Regions from separate parts of the Mus musculus genome. Here region 2 is linked to region 1. A link is a contact called in public HiCAR-type data. All regions are on one chromosome and are shown on one strand. Each heading gives the region's core, a stretch centred on a gene start, on an enhancer-like site or on the middle of the called end of the contact. The rest is flanking DNA. Distances are from core to core; before and after follow the strand shown.

Region 1 (7,334 bases), core at 3,413-5,912:
GGCCTGGAACATTACTAGAATTTTGGCAACGGAGAAAAGGGCAGCCATGTGGATGAGAGGACAGAGGGCAAGGTCAGCAGGGCAGCACACTGACTGCTCGGAGGTGGTTGCAACACCCAACACCCTCTTGATTTGCTTTCCTGGCTGGCAAGGAAGGAATCTAAAGTCCTACTCTGTGTTCAAGACTGAGTGACTCAGGAAGGGCTTCCAACAGTCTTGCTGTGTGTAGGGCTGAGGTGGCTCCTGGAAGGTAAGAATTTCAGTACGCACACAAGGACTGTCTTGGGCAAACAGACCCAGACGGCTGGACATGGTATCGTTATGTGGGGATTTGGTGGCTGAATCGAGGGCCTGTCTGATTGGTTTTGTTTTATTTTCCTGTTGGATAACAGGTGAACATGTTACCAATGGGATATGAGAAAGGAGGAAGGGGAAGCATGGCATTTGTAGATTGAAAAATGACATATTTGGTAACAGATATGTTCGTACTGTGGAAAAGGACTTCAGACATTGAGGACCAGGAAAGGACCCAGGAGAACATACAGTAGGTTCTACAATATAAAAACCAGTGAGAGATGGCATCTATCTATCTATCTATCTATCTATCTATCTATCTATCTATCTATCTATCAATCTATCTACCTATCTATCTACTTATCTATCACTTGTCTGACTGTATGTCTATCACTTGTCTGTCTGTCTGTCTGTCTGTCTGTCTATCATTTATCTGCCTATATTTGTCTGTCTGTCTATCTATCAATTGTCTGTATATCTATTACTTGTCTGTCTGTCTGTCTATCATTTATCTGTCTATATTAGTCTATCATTTGTCTATCTATCTATCTATCTATCTATCTATCTATCTATCTATCTATCTATCTATCTATCATCTATTATTTTTCTTCTATCATCTATCTATCATATCTATCATTTATTATACCCATTTATGTATCATCTATCATCTGTTGCATATCATCTATCTTCTATTTATCTATTGATATATCATTTATCTATCATATCTATCATCATTGTATATCTTCTATCTATCTCTCTCTCTCCCTCTCTCTCTCTCTCTATCCATCCATCCATCTCTATCTATCTATGTGTCTGTATATCTATCATTTATCTATCTATCACCTTCATGATTGATGTAGCTATGATCTATAGAAGGTATCAATCTGGAGCAATAATGCTGGAAATTTATGGAAGAAATGGAACAGGAAAAATTTTAATCGAATTTCTATAAAAAGGTGTTAGCAGTTCATTAATTCTGATAGAAATGATCATGTGATTGAATTCATTAAAATTAAATTTCCTACCACTTAAAGATATTCATTAGTTACAGTGATAATCACTGAAGATGGAATTAGGTTATTTCCTCTAAAAATTGTGTTATATTAACCTATTCAAACTGCTTGCTGCATGTTTTAAAAATTAATCTTCTTTCTAGGGAATGATTGCACAAACCCGATATCTCAGCATTCGGGGGTGGAGTTAGGAGGATCAAAAGTTCAAGCTTAGCTTCAGCTACCTAGTAAGTTTGAAGTAAGCCTGGGCTATGTGAAAGCCTGTCTTAAAAGAAAACAATTAATCTTCCAGGGTATAGTGGCATATGCTTATCAACCTAGCATGCAGAGGCTAGAGGATCAAGAGTTTCAACCTTGACTGTATTATCCAATGAGGCTCTGCCCATAAAATAAGATAAGATAAGATAAAAATAAAAATAAAATAAAGGCAGGTTCATTTTGAGAGCAAAGGCTGTTTGTAGACACAGTCGCTTGAAGTGACGGTGTTAGCAAAACAAACTTTACCTATCTCTTTCTCTGACTTCAACTCAATTAGAATGTCACTGTGCAATAGAAATATGTCAGCCACATGTCATTTAGGATGTCTTGGTGACTACATTTTATAAAAGTAAAAAAAAAGAGAGATACTAATAAATTGATCTTTATAATATATTTTACTCGAAAAGCACAGTTAAAGCATCACAATTTTAACTTGTAGTCATCATAAAATGATTGAGAATATCACTTCTTTTTTGCTTTGTACTGTCAGTAATTCCGTTTCCCAAGTCAAATGCAAAGTGTTTATTAGAAATGTCTGACTTCAATGGAGATTTTTAAAGTTAGGAAATTTGAAAAAGTAAACTAAAATATTGGAATTATTAGAAGCATATCTTAGTTTTTAAGTATTGTCTTGCATAACAGCTTGAAATCTCAAATTTACTTTAATAGCAGAACCTAAAGAGTTATGTACAGAAACTTGTAGTGACTTATTCAAGGGTTGGCACAGAAGGAAACCAGGTACCCGAGTATTGTAAGCCTTGTAATTAGTGTTTAATGGAAAGAAGAACACAGCAGGTGTCTCTTCATAAGTATATACACACATATATGAATAAATATGTATGTACATATAATGTACATACATATGTAATATGTATACACACAACATATATATGCCTATATATCTGAATATATATATATATATATATATATATATATATATATATATACACATATATATGTATATATATACATGTCAGATATATATCTGGTTATCAAGTGTTATTTACATCTGAAATGTTTGCTATGGCAATTAGCAGATACAAAATTGGATAAAATCTTACAAATTCTGCTATATTGATAAGCAGTTTTGTACCTTGAGTAGCAATGCAAGACATAGTGATAGATCTCACAATAGTACTGCTCTGACCTCAGAACCGGAATGTGGTAGCCGACATCCTTTAATTATTGAACACCAATTCCAAGCTAAATTTTTATCACAGGAAAATGGTCTGTGCTCAGAAAAGGTCAAAGGTCAACATAGTCTCTTGATCATGGTTTTGATTTACTTAACAAATAAAAATTCTATGTTGGCTTTATTATTGGGTTGAAAAGTGGTCTAATCAACTAAACTATTAGGCTTAAGAATAACACAGACTTGGCCAGACAACCCATATTTTAAGCACTTGCTGGCCACAGGTGGTTGGTGTATGTGAAATGGGATAGCAAGGACATAGGATCCACTAGGTTTAAGATTTTGAAGGCAGTTTTCGTTCCTCTGGAGGCTTGCCACTTCCTCTCCCTGCCCTCCCCACCTCCCACCCTTTCCTACAGACGCTAGTTTGGTCTTTTTCCTGTAGGTGGCAGCACTTTCTTCTTGACGGTATGAGTCCTTTCTCCTTAGAGTCCTGCAGTTTTCGTAGAAAGAATTATATTCTCTAGAAAATTCTTTGGAAGCATAAGTCGGAATATTGTCAGTTCTTTCGTTGTTCTGCCCACTGCTTCAGGAAACAATCCGTTTGCCTCCTCCCCGGAGAGGTGCTCACCGCTTGCTGGGTGTAGAGCGAGGTAGAAGAGAGGTCAGGCGTTCATCCTATCCCTTAGCATTTCCGTGATCTTTCCTGGGCAACCCCTCCCTCGGAGATCAGAATGGACAGGAGGAAGCTTCAGTCTCCCATGCAGAGACAGTATTATCCTATATTTTCACTTTCCACTCGATTTTGTAACTGGGTTTTTCAGAGTTCCACATCAGACATTAAGTGAACCTAATATAATATTTTTAAAATTCGCTTCTTTGCATTTAGAAATACCCTTCCCCATCACGTTGGCGATAAGATTAAGAGACCATTACGTAAGGAATAAAGCACCAAGGAAAGAGATGGAGAAATTCAGTTGGGTTTCCCTAGGACTGGCACACATGCATGCTTACCACAAGAGTCCTGTGTGGAACCCAGCAAACTGTTTGCCGATGTCACGATTCCCTTTGACTGACAGTTTTAAATTACAGGCTCCCTTTTCGGTAATTTTTCCTCATTCTGTTCCCCCAGCACAACCTCAATGCTCTATTTGAATTTTAATCATAATTTTTCTTAGTTTAGCTTCATGCCAACATTGTACTGTACCTGATATAATGAGTTTAAAGTGCTATGCTTTTGACTCAAGGAGAAAAAAAAATCAATGTTTTCTTAATATATTCTTTAATTCTTTTAAGCTTGAGTGTACGAGATGGACTGTTAATGGCTTACAGCAGAGAGAAAAGATAGGAAAGGGGAGCCGTCCATCCAAGCTTGCACATGCCGAGAGCTCTATTAGGACTGTTACCATATATTTGCTTATATTAACTTTTACAAACCACAGAGCACTTTATAAAATGAAGAAACTGGTCTAAGAGCGAAGCCATCCTTGTCATCTTGTAAATGACAGATTTGGCAGAGAAAACTCTGCTGAAGTCCTTTGATGGTTCCTGCTTTCAGTGGCCACTCCTGACAAGGACTCATTGTCTATGAAGGCACCAGAGAACAGAAAATACGGTGTCTGATTTCCATAATCTCCCGAGAGAGCGTCATTCGAAAGGGCCATGTGTCCTTCTGCTTTCTTACCTGTGTTCATCTCCAAAATGTAGCAACCGCTCAAAAATGCACTTTCACTTTTCTCTTTATTCTTAATAATCATATTCACCTTCCCATACACACAGTGCTCAATTTTACAACTTTCTTCTCTCCATTCATCAGGGTAGGACAGCTACAGAATAAAGGACTCTATAAACCTCAGCTTAAGACCAAGTTTATTCTTCTGTCATAGAAATTCTAGTGCAAACATTCCCCACCTGCTTTCCCAAGTGACTCTTTATACTGGGTGACTCAGGGGACCACACCCCTCATCTGGACTTAGTTTATGTCTTGGACCATTTGGACTGTCATGGGAAGGCTGTGAACGTCTTCCCAGAGTGGTGTTCCTAACTGAAGAAGAAGACCAGGATATAATGTTAATTTCAAATTAGTGGTAAGTAAATATATTTCAAGGAAGGATCATCAAGTATGCGTGATTTGAAAGACAAGCAAGGGAGAGACAGCTCCTGGACACATTCTTTTAACTGGACAAATTCCAGTTAAAAGTTAGGAAGAATGAAGACAGTTTTTTTCCTTATCCAAAGTTCATGAGACTCCCTGAACTGTACAGGCCCAAAAGTCCGGTTATTGATTATACAGTGACTAAAACTTTCTTACAAAGGCCTCAACTGGATCTTATACAAGGAGTCAAATGATAAGCCCTGTGGGACAATCGACTTTTTTTTATTAGATATTTTCTTTTTTTTTTTTAAATTAGGTATTTTCCTCATTTACATTTTCAATGCTATCCCAAAGGTCCCCCATATTAGATATTTTCTTTTTTTTTGTTTTTTTGTTTTGTTTTGTTTTTTTGTTTTTTGTTTTTTGTTTTTTTTTTGTTTTTTTCCGAGACAGGCTTTCTCTGTGTAGCCCTGGCTGTCCTGGAACTCACTTTTGTAGACCAGGCTGGCCTTGAACTCAGAGATTTGCCAGCCCCTGCCTCCTGAGTGCTGGGATTAAAGGTGTGCACCACCATGCCCGGCTCTAGATATTTTCTTTATTTTCATTCTATCAGATAGAAACACAAGAATTTTAGTTGTAAAAAGAAGTAAGGAAAAATTAAGCTCTTGCCAAATCCTATCCTCTTCACAGTTATCTCTTGAAGACCTTTAATGTGGATTTTGCCTGATTTCTTTGTATGGAGTTGTTTTATAGTTTTCAATACAGTGTATCACTTATTATGCTTTTAAAAATATTACATTTTAATTTATTGATGTTGCGTGTGCATTGCACGCATCAGAAGACAACTTGCAAGGGTCGGTTTTCTCATTCCACCATGTGGCAACTTTGGGGCCTTGGACTTGGGTCCTCATTCCTGGCAGCAGGTGTCTTAACTCACCAAGTAGCCATATTGTCAACCCTGAGTTACATTTCTCAACTTTTGATTACCTTATATATCCTTTTAAGTGTATCTCCTCAGCATTAATTCAGTGCAATGACATACAGTGTACATGTAATCACTGGAACTTATTCAAGTCGTTGTTTTGTTTTGTTTTGTTTTGTTTTAAATAACACATAGGTTAGGTCTTCACTTCCTCTGCAAAGACTCTGCCTGCATTTTGCTTTTAGGAGATTCCTAGAGCAAAGATTCCTGGGTCTAAAACTGTGCATACCACCAGCACACAGTGGGTAGTAGATAGACGCTTGTGTGTGTATTATCACTATTTCCTATTTCCATGATGCCTTTGCCAGGTTGTGGTGGTCGACACATACCAATCCCCACCATTTTAAACAGTGGCACTCCAGCTTTATGTATTACGTTTGGATCTTGCCAAGCCTATATATGGAAGATAGCAGAGGGAGCCTATGTTTTGAAGTTACAGTTTCATGATGTAGTCTTGGTTCTCAGAGAACCGATGGTCCTATTTAATTTACACAGCCTTCTTAAGCACCAGCCCAGTGGAGGAACATTTGCAGAGTAAGAAACGGAAATAAATGCAGTCTTTCACTCTGCCACCCCATGACTTTCACAGGAAGAATTCTTTCAGCACAAGTAAGCTTAAGGTTAAGTTTATTTGCAAATGGGAAATCCTTCTTCTTGGTAATCTTAAAGACTGGTTAGTATACTCAGTGCTCTCCCCAAAGCTTGTACCACCCCCTTCCTCAATAGCCTCCTGTTCACAAGAAGAGAGATCAGTTAGTGTGCACGTCAGCACACACACAACAAAGCCGAATTGTTTTTGACAATTAGAAATTCAGCTCACAAAGCAGATGTTCCAGATGTGGCGTGCAGCAGGCTAGAATCTCTGGCTGATTGATCCGTTGACTTAATGTTATCAAAGCTCTGGGTTGCTTTCAGCTTTCTACTCTGCTGTGTTCCCTGTATCTATTGTATCCCAGGTGGGGCCACCACACTGTCATAGGATGTCCCCACCAGTCTCTAGAAACATGGTTTTGGTTCACGTTCACAAGAGGACATGATTAAGTTGCAAAAAGCACGGGATGTTAGTAGTCCCATTTGGTCTGATGAATTCAGCTAAAGTGAAGTTCTCATCCCTGGACCAAATAATGGTCTGGATATATCAGAGTCTCCATCTGAAGACTTTACAGTCAGGGTGGTGCTAAGTTTAGGTTGCTATAAAATGTCCCCATGAAGATGTCCAAGTGGGAGCTGCATTCCCATGGCGACATTCCTGTCAGTCAGTGTGCTTCCAAGAAAACAAGATCTGGAGTCCTTTGAACAGGGATAAGAGATGGCTGTGAGATGTAAGGATATTTCTTAGAGAGGACTTGGAAATAAGATTTCTGGGGAGAACTCAGGTTATGTTGTCTGGGCGGACTAGAGCCAGGCAGTGGCATGTAGGTCTGTCAAAGAAGTTTTTGCTTCTGTGATGAGCTGAGATGATTTTTCGTGGCAGTCTAATGGATATGAATGCACTCTTAATTATTCATTTATAAATAAGATGATCATGGAACACTTGCCATATTTCTCACAGCTGAACTT
Region 2 (7,334 bases), core at 4,154-6,653, 530 kb after region 1:
AGATTTCTGAGTTTGAGGCCAGCCTGGTCTACAAAGTGAGTTCCAGGACAACCAGGGCTACACAGAGAAACCCTGTCTCAAAAAACAAAAACAACAACAACAACAACAACAACAACAACAACAACAAAAGCGTTGCCTTGGTCATGGTGTCTGTTCACAGCAGTAAAAACCTAAGATACATATACACACCCATACTATCTATTATGTACATGTATCACACACTAAAATGCAAACCAAATTTTAAAACAATGTTGAATAACAAGACACCAGCCAAGAGTTCCAGTTCCAGATAATACTAATTAAGCATGGCCAGTAGCCTTGGGGCTCTGATGTCAAACAAATTACAAGGTAATGAGTGATCAAGGGTGGTTGATCAAATGAGCAGGCATTGTTTTAATGAGATATAACTATGTATCAATCAGGGGAATACTTCTTACAAGAAAAGATATAGTAAGTAGCATTATTTCTTCATGGGAATTATTTTTCTCTTCTTACCTCAAAAGATTAAGAGCTGTGCTTGGATGTCCTTCTTAGGCCAGAAAATACACAAATTGGATGACATATGAATGCTGTTGTGTAATACAAACTTTGCAAGCCCATATCACCAGGCTCTAGATTCTTTTCAGATACATATATGACCACATACAAAACTAATGTGTATGAATCATTCATTTAAAAAAAATCACCAAAAGATAATTTTCATTTAAAGGTAATTTTTAGAGCTCTTTCCCCGGTCCTGTGTGGATGATCCACATAATAGAGTCTTAATCTCTTGATTTTATATAAGTACAACAGACTGTCAAATTTAGCACTCTGGGTGTTTTGATGGCTGAGCCCACACAATGCTAAGAAAAGCAGCCCATGACTCATGTGCTTTTGCTCTGCCAGCGTGGGCCCCCGGGCTGAACGGGATGCACAGTTGCACCTGCCTGCATGATGTTGCACTGTTGGATGGCTGTGTGCTGCAGCTGACTGGCTTCCTCTTGCAGCCGCAGGGCAGCGTGGCACAGAGGCAAGCTGGCGACCACGTCCTCAGGGATCCGGAGAGCACTCTGGCAGAGCTGTACGGCTTGCATCTTTGGCTTCAGTGACTCCATCTCAGACAGCAGATGCTGAAAGGGGCCATGTTACAGTTTAAGCCCTTGGTAATTTTATCATGTATTACATAAACAAAGACATTTCCTGAATTGTAGCTACCAGGACAATGTGGGTCAATACAGTTTGCAAGGAAGATATATTCTAAACAACAAATCCATGTTAAGACTATCACTGGGCTTAGAAAACATGTTTCTTGGGGCTATTTTTAAAATGTAAACCCCTAGCCCCATTCATCCTAAAGTATTACATGTGCATGTCTGTGTTTGTGTGTGTGGGTAAATGCACATGTGCCTTTGAGTTCCTAATGGCAGGTGCAAAATGAGGATTGTACATATATGTATACATAAGAAGGTCAGAGGACAGCAAACACACCTACCATTATTCAACAGCTGTTTACATTTTTAATTTTAAGACATGATCTTTTGTTGGACCAGAGCTTGCCAAGTAAGCACCAGGGACCTGCCAATTTCATTCTCCTCTGCACTGAGATTTTAAGCACATGTCATCCTGACTAGTTTTGTTTTCTGATAGAGGATCTCACTATGTCAGTCTAGCTGGCCTTGAACTCACGTAGACCTGGTTGGTCTTGTCTACCTACTGTTCCCTCCTGAGGCTTGGATCGGCCACGCCCAGGTTTTTAGTGTGAGTTCTCTTGGGATCCAATGCTGAGTTTGTAAGACAACAACTGTGAAAGCTGAGCCATTCCCCAGGCCTCCCTCGGTTCCTTTGCGTACCTGCCGATGGCACAGCTGCTCCTTGAGACTACGGCGCCCGACTTCTGGAGAAGTCAGAATTGTCTGGGCTTGTTCCAAAGCCACCTGCAAGTTTCTTAGCTCGCCTTCAAACTTTTTCATGTCCTGGAGAACAAACCCCAGTGAACATCAGAACATTTAAAGTTCAAAGTCATAACCGAAGAACTGCATCATATTCAAGAAACTATCTCACCATGGGTGAGCGCTTTCTCCCCGGGACAGCACGCCAGGTTGTTTTGTTTTGTTTTGTTTTGTTGTGTTGTGTTTTGTTTTACCTTGGCTGCATCTTGGAGGTTCCTCAAACGAACTCTGATCGCCTGCCGTAACTCCTCCATCTCCCGTCCAAACTGTGTCACTTGCTGTGATAACTTTCCTGTGCAGTACACGTTGGCAAGGTGTTGCACTTTCTCAGCCATTGCTTCCAGGTCACTGTCAATTTCGCCAGATTCTTCTAACAGTGTCTAGAGTAAAGTGTTTGTATTTGTGAAACGGATATGCAGGCAGGGACGGGGGTAGGGGGAATACAGATATGTATAGAGGAGTAGAAAGACCCAATAGACTAGGAAAAGATCAAAAAGAACTATGAACATGGTACAATGTTTGGCCATCTCACCCCTATGAGTCCACTCACAGGCTACATATACATTGTCATCCTCATTACATAGACAACAAGGTCAAGTCCAGGAATCTTTATAACTTGCTAAGGCCACTTGTTCATGAGTATGGGACTTAAGGATTCCTGCTCTCTCACACCCAGGCTGCCTCGCCTTGTGGCAGGACACGGAGCTATCAGCCAGCGGTGGTGATGCTTCGGCACATTGTGTCTTGATCACATCTCTGCTTGGATCCTGCCTTTTCCCACGTTTGCACTAAAGAAGGCCTATTCAGCTCTTAGGTTATACAACTAAGATCTGAATGCTGGAAGATGCAAAGAAAAGCACAAGTTTTGCAAACAAAAACCTTTGCTTACTTATTCAAAGTAAGACAGGGAGGAAAAGGCTACTTGCAATGTTGAGGGGAGTGTAGTCCCCCCCTCATCACTCAGCCCAGTGCCTGCTGGGACTTACAGCAGTAGAACAATACAAACAGACAACAAACATATACAGACACGTGCATTGGAATATGGAGAAGAAAATGAAAGGGTAGCCACGTATTAAAGGGTAACTCAACCCAAATGTGGGACAACTTGCTGGTAGGTTGAGATAAGGGTCCTACTGGGTTCAAGAAAGATATCAGCACATTAACAGATGAGGAGGAAGGGAAAGACACTTTGTACTGAGGAGATGGTGTATGCAGGGCACAGAAGTTGGGGAGCACGGAATGTGCAGTTGGGGAGATATATGAGGAATATAAAAAACAGGGGTATGTTACTCTGTTAGATTATTTTTAGATATGAAAAGCAATTTTCTTTTCACAGTGAATGTAATATATATAAATATAAGAAAAATATCCATTTGCCTGGGTTTGCAGCCCCATGGAGGGAGCAACATTATCAACAGGCCAGACCCTCCTGAGCTCCTGGGGACTGCACCACCAACCTAAGAATACACATGGAGGGACCCATGGCTCCGGCCACATATGTGGCAGAGGATGGCCTTGTTGGACATCAGTGAGAGGAGTAGCCCTTGGGCCTGAGGAGGTTTGATGCCCCAGCATAGCAAAATGCCAGGGCAGGAAGACAGGAGTGGGTGGGTAGGGGGCACCCTCATAGAGGCAGAGGGAGGAGGGATGGAATGGGGGTTTTTGAAGGGGAGACCTGGAAAGGGGAAACGTTTGAAATGTAAATAAAGAAAAATGTCCAATTTAAAAAAAAAGAAAAAGAAAAATACTCTATTATATCACGTCCAAGGCAGGGTTGTCCAAACTCGTGACACCGTGACACAACTCTCACTGACAAATATGTTCATAGCTACCCTGGGATGTGTGTAGACTGTGGGCTACAGATTGTATATGCCTGAAAGGAAAACTGTAAGATGTCATTGCTAGTACATATGGGCATTTTTAGGAGTTAAGAGCATAATGTGTCTCCTGATTTCCCTCTTTCATTGGACATTTGAACACACGGGTTTTCTTATACTGCATTTGTCGAAGGGTAAACCCAGGCATCTGTGCTTCCTGGTGGAAACACAAGGGCGGGGACCCTCTGGGATGAGTTCCCTCCTGGACTTTGCAGCAGACAAGCAGAGCAGTCTAAGGTTGCTTGCTTGCTTTGGTTAAGGATTCAGTCAAGCCACCCAGCAGTTTGTGTCATGAACACTAATGTCAACCACACATAGAACTGTCTGATCTGGGCTGTGCTATCTCTCTCTAGTACATCCTTTGTCCCTCTTCAATGAGAGAGAGGCCTGTCCTTGTCTGCTGCAGGGTAGAAGCATCCCCCTTCTACTCCAGCAACCTGCTTTCCACTGCTGGGTCTGCTTTCTGAAACTACAATGAAAATCTTCATGACTTTTTTTTTTTTTTCTAAAGCTTACATTATGCTCCACAATGTGCAAAAATATCTTAGAAAAGCATGATCTAACATTGAAATTTTCTTTACAGTTCCATCACACTGCCATCAGTTAGCAGGTCATCGGGCTTGCTGGGTGAGCTTGATGACCCACGTCTGATCCCAGAATCCTACAGTGGGACAGAATGGACTCTCTTCCTGAAGGTTTACTCTGACTGTTACATGCATGTGTGCCTGAACTCTCATCCTCCCTCCCCCTCCCTCCCCCATCTTCTTCCTTCCCTCCTTACTTCCTCTCTCACATACAAAACAAATACATATATACATACATAAGTACATAAATAATAAAATCCTCCTACAGTTATTAATATCATTTTAAATATTTCCTACATTTTGGATTACAGCCCCAGTTAAGGAATCCAGGAAGCAAAATGAACAGGAAATAAAATGCCAGCTTATATTACTGTAATTGCTTTTCAAATGATTTTACTGAATTATCAGCAGGGTTTTTTTTTTTTTTAAGTGGTATTATCTTGACAGTTAAAATTCCCTTTATCTTTTCTGTTCTTACAACTGCATCTTCAGAGTCCTAGAAGTTAGTTGTATTGCCATTGATTACCAGCTGGTTTGTAAAGGAAGTCTGGTCTGTTGGCGTCTAAGCACACACACAGAGCAAACGATCCAGGCGTCTGAGAGGTACAGATGTCTGTGTCTGGGAGGAGTGTGTGTGACTGGGAAGAGGACAGAGATCATAGGGGCTGGAATTCGAGCCATGGAAACATTCCAGGAGGAAACAATATCCAGAACCACCTCGGGGAAAAGGAAAAAGGGAAGTTTATTTAAAAGATAAGTCCTATGGGGAAATACACCCATACAACCTAAATAAAAGCCAGCCTGTATTTTGTGGCAAGATCTGTTAGAAATGTGCATTTAAGTCAACTGTAACTTACTAGAAGGGTGAGATAATTTCCGGAGAGGATGGCCAAAATAAAAAGGAATATTTTTGTCTCCTAAGTTCAGAGGAAATGAAGTAATGTGTCCCTCTGGGGTGTGGATATAGGATCTGCTCTCAGCGCTCTGACCTTCTGAGTAAGCCACATGACTCAGCCCTGGCTGTGGCCTAGAGGAAGCAGGGCCTGCCTGGAGCATCAGCATGTACCTGGAAGTGCTGGATGTTTGCTCCCAGGCAACTGACACAGGAACACTACTGGGCATTCCCATATTACGGGTGAGAAGGCAGAACCCAGAGACAAAGTATTTTGTTCCAAGTCACAGGGTACCAGTTGGTAGAGCTTGTCTTAACCCTCCTCCTTCCAGGGTGTGATGCTTCTAATCTCTCTACGCTCCCCTGTGTCTTTTCCTATGAAAGAATTCCCTGCATCTCCCAAAGAAGGGTCTACAACAAAAGCGGCAACAATAACACACAAATCACAAGTGCCACAGGGGTAGGGAGGAATGCTTTCAGGCTCAGAGAAACACGTTTATAAGGAAAACAGAGTATATGTATGTATATATATATATATATATATATATATATATATATATATATATATATGTTTGTATACAGTCTCATGAACTGTCATCCTTAGCTACTTTTGATCAATCCAGAACAGCAAGTCAGCCTCTCTCTCTTTCTCCCTCTCTCTCTCATATATATGCATATATATATATATGTGTGTGTGTATATATATACACATATATATACATGTATGTATATATATACATATATATGTATACATGTATGTATATGTATGTATGTATGTGTGTATGTAAATATATATATGCACATACATGCCACAGTGCCTAGGGACGGATGAGAGGACAACTTGCAGGAGTCAGTTCTCTCCTTCCGCCATGTAGGACCCGGGAATCAAACTGCAGTCACCACCAGACTTGGCGGTGATTACCTACTGAGTCACCCGGATGGGGCCCGAGCATTCTTCCTATCTGGTATTTTACAAAATTGTCTGTTGGTCTAACCCAGTCAGACTGACTGTTTTTACTCTTAACTTTGTTTTTTTCCCTGAAATTTACCTGGTGCAAGATGTACTGTTCCTGGAGCTGGCTTGCTGAATTCCAGGCGATGTTTCCATGAACCAAGACTTTAGCTTTCTCGATCCATTTCCGAACAGTCTCGAGCATTTCATTGTACTCTTCCATGTGGGATAACGCCTGTAAAAGCCATTCACACTCAGATGGATGTAAATCCTGTCTTGTCAGCGGGATTGAACCCTATTCAGGTCTTTGGATCCAACCATCCCAGAGGCTGGTACTTACAACTGTGATATCAAAAGGGACCCTGGGAAGTCACTTGCCTATAGGGAATCTGTTAAGGATTTCCCAGTGACTTCAGGGTACAAATCCAAGTCCTCCGTGATATGCTTGAGTTATTTCTCTTTTCCTGGCTGTTCATTCTCATCTTACTCTTTTTATCCCTTCTATCCACGTCCCACTGGGTAAAGGAGGGACCAAGGCAGGGACACCATCATGCAAGCTCTCAGCACCCACTGTAAGTCACAACCATTAGCTCCTAAGCTGGGCCCAGTAGGAAAGTGCTGTGCCTGCCTGTTATCCCAGTCCTTGGGAGATGGAGATCAAGGCCCTCACTGGCTATACCTAGTGAGTGTGAGGTCTGCTTAGGCTATATGAAAAAAAGGTAAAGGAAATGCTGGACTACTCATTTTAACTTTAACCTGATGGCAAGATTAATGCTTGGTAGAGTTGCAAAGGCCAATCTATAATCAAAAAAATCAAGATGATGTATATGAGTAGGTATATAACCACTATCTCCACACCACTACCCCAAAAAGTGACAGCCTAGACAGGAAGAAGAGAACTCTAACATTGTGATAATGACGCGCTTGTAGCTCTCCGTACTTGATAGCTTGCAGTGGGGGTAGGGAGACTCAATTTTCTCTAAGGAGCTTGGTCATGGAGAGTTTGACCTTGCTCCAGTGAGTATATGGGTAACACAAATTGGACTTGTTTGTTTGTTTTGTTCTTATTTTTCTTCTTGTTTTTTTTTTGGGGGGGGC

Evidence for each region. HiCAR-type assays count read pairs that join an accessible place to other places.
Region 2: a contact with region 1 is called in a HiCAR-type map of fibro-adipogenic progenitors, with 6 times the contacts expected there. The contact joins two enhancer-like sites. A contact is called at or near these places in 4 of 115 datasets of contacts at active chromatin or transcription factors (the 230-238 cell line, bone marrow-derived macrophages, embryonic stem cells and 1 more).

The regions. Positions count from the first base shown.
Region 1 is chr10:4,672,024-4,679,357 of GRCm38.p6, forward strand. It overlaps a transcript of Esr1 not described here. Among named protein-coding and RNA genes, the nearest start is that of Esr1, 34 kb to the right of the region's middle. Within about 2 kb of position 4,663, at least 9 of the 459 cell types and tissues checked have an H3K27ac peak or open chromatin away from gene starts, as enhancers often do. A contact at or near this core is called in fibro-adipogenic progenitors, where this site is marked.
Region 2 is chr10:5,203,123-5,210,456 of GRCm38.p6, forward strand. Syne1 (spectrin repeat containing, nuclear envelope 1) reads right to left here. Exons shown (of 146, transcript NM_001347711.1): 86 at 6,334-6,471; 87 at 2,126-2,311; 88 at 1,833-1,955; 89 at 930-1,112. Among named protein-coding and RNA genes, the nearest start is that of Gm51757, 120 kb to the right of the region's middle. Within about 2 kb of position 5,404, at least 134 of the 459 cell types and tissues checked have an H3K27ac peak or open chromatin away from gene starts, as enhancers often do. A contact at or near this core is called in fibro-adipogenic progenitors, where this site is marked.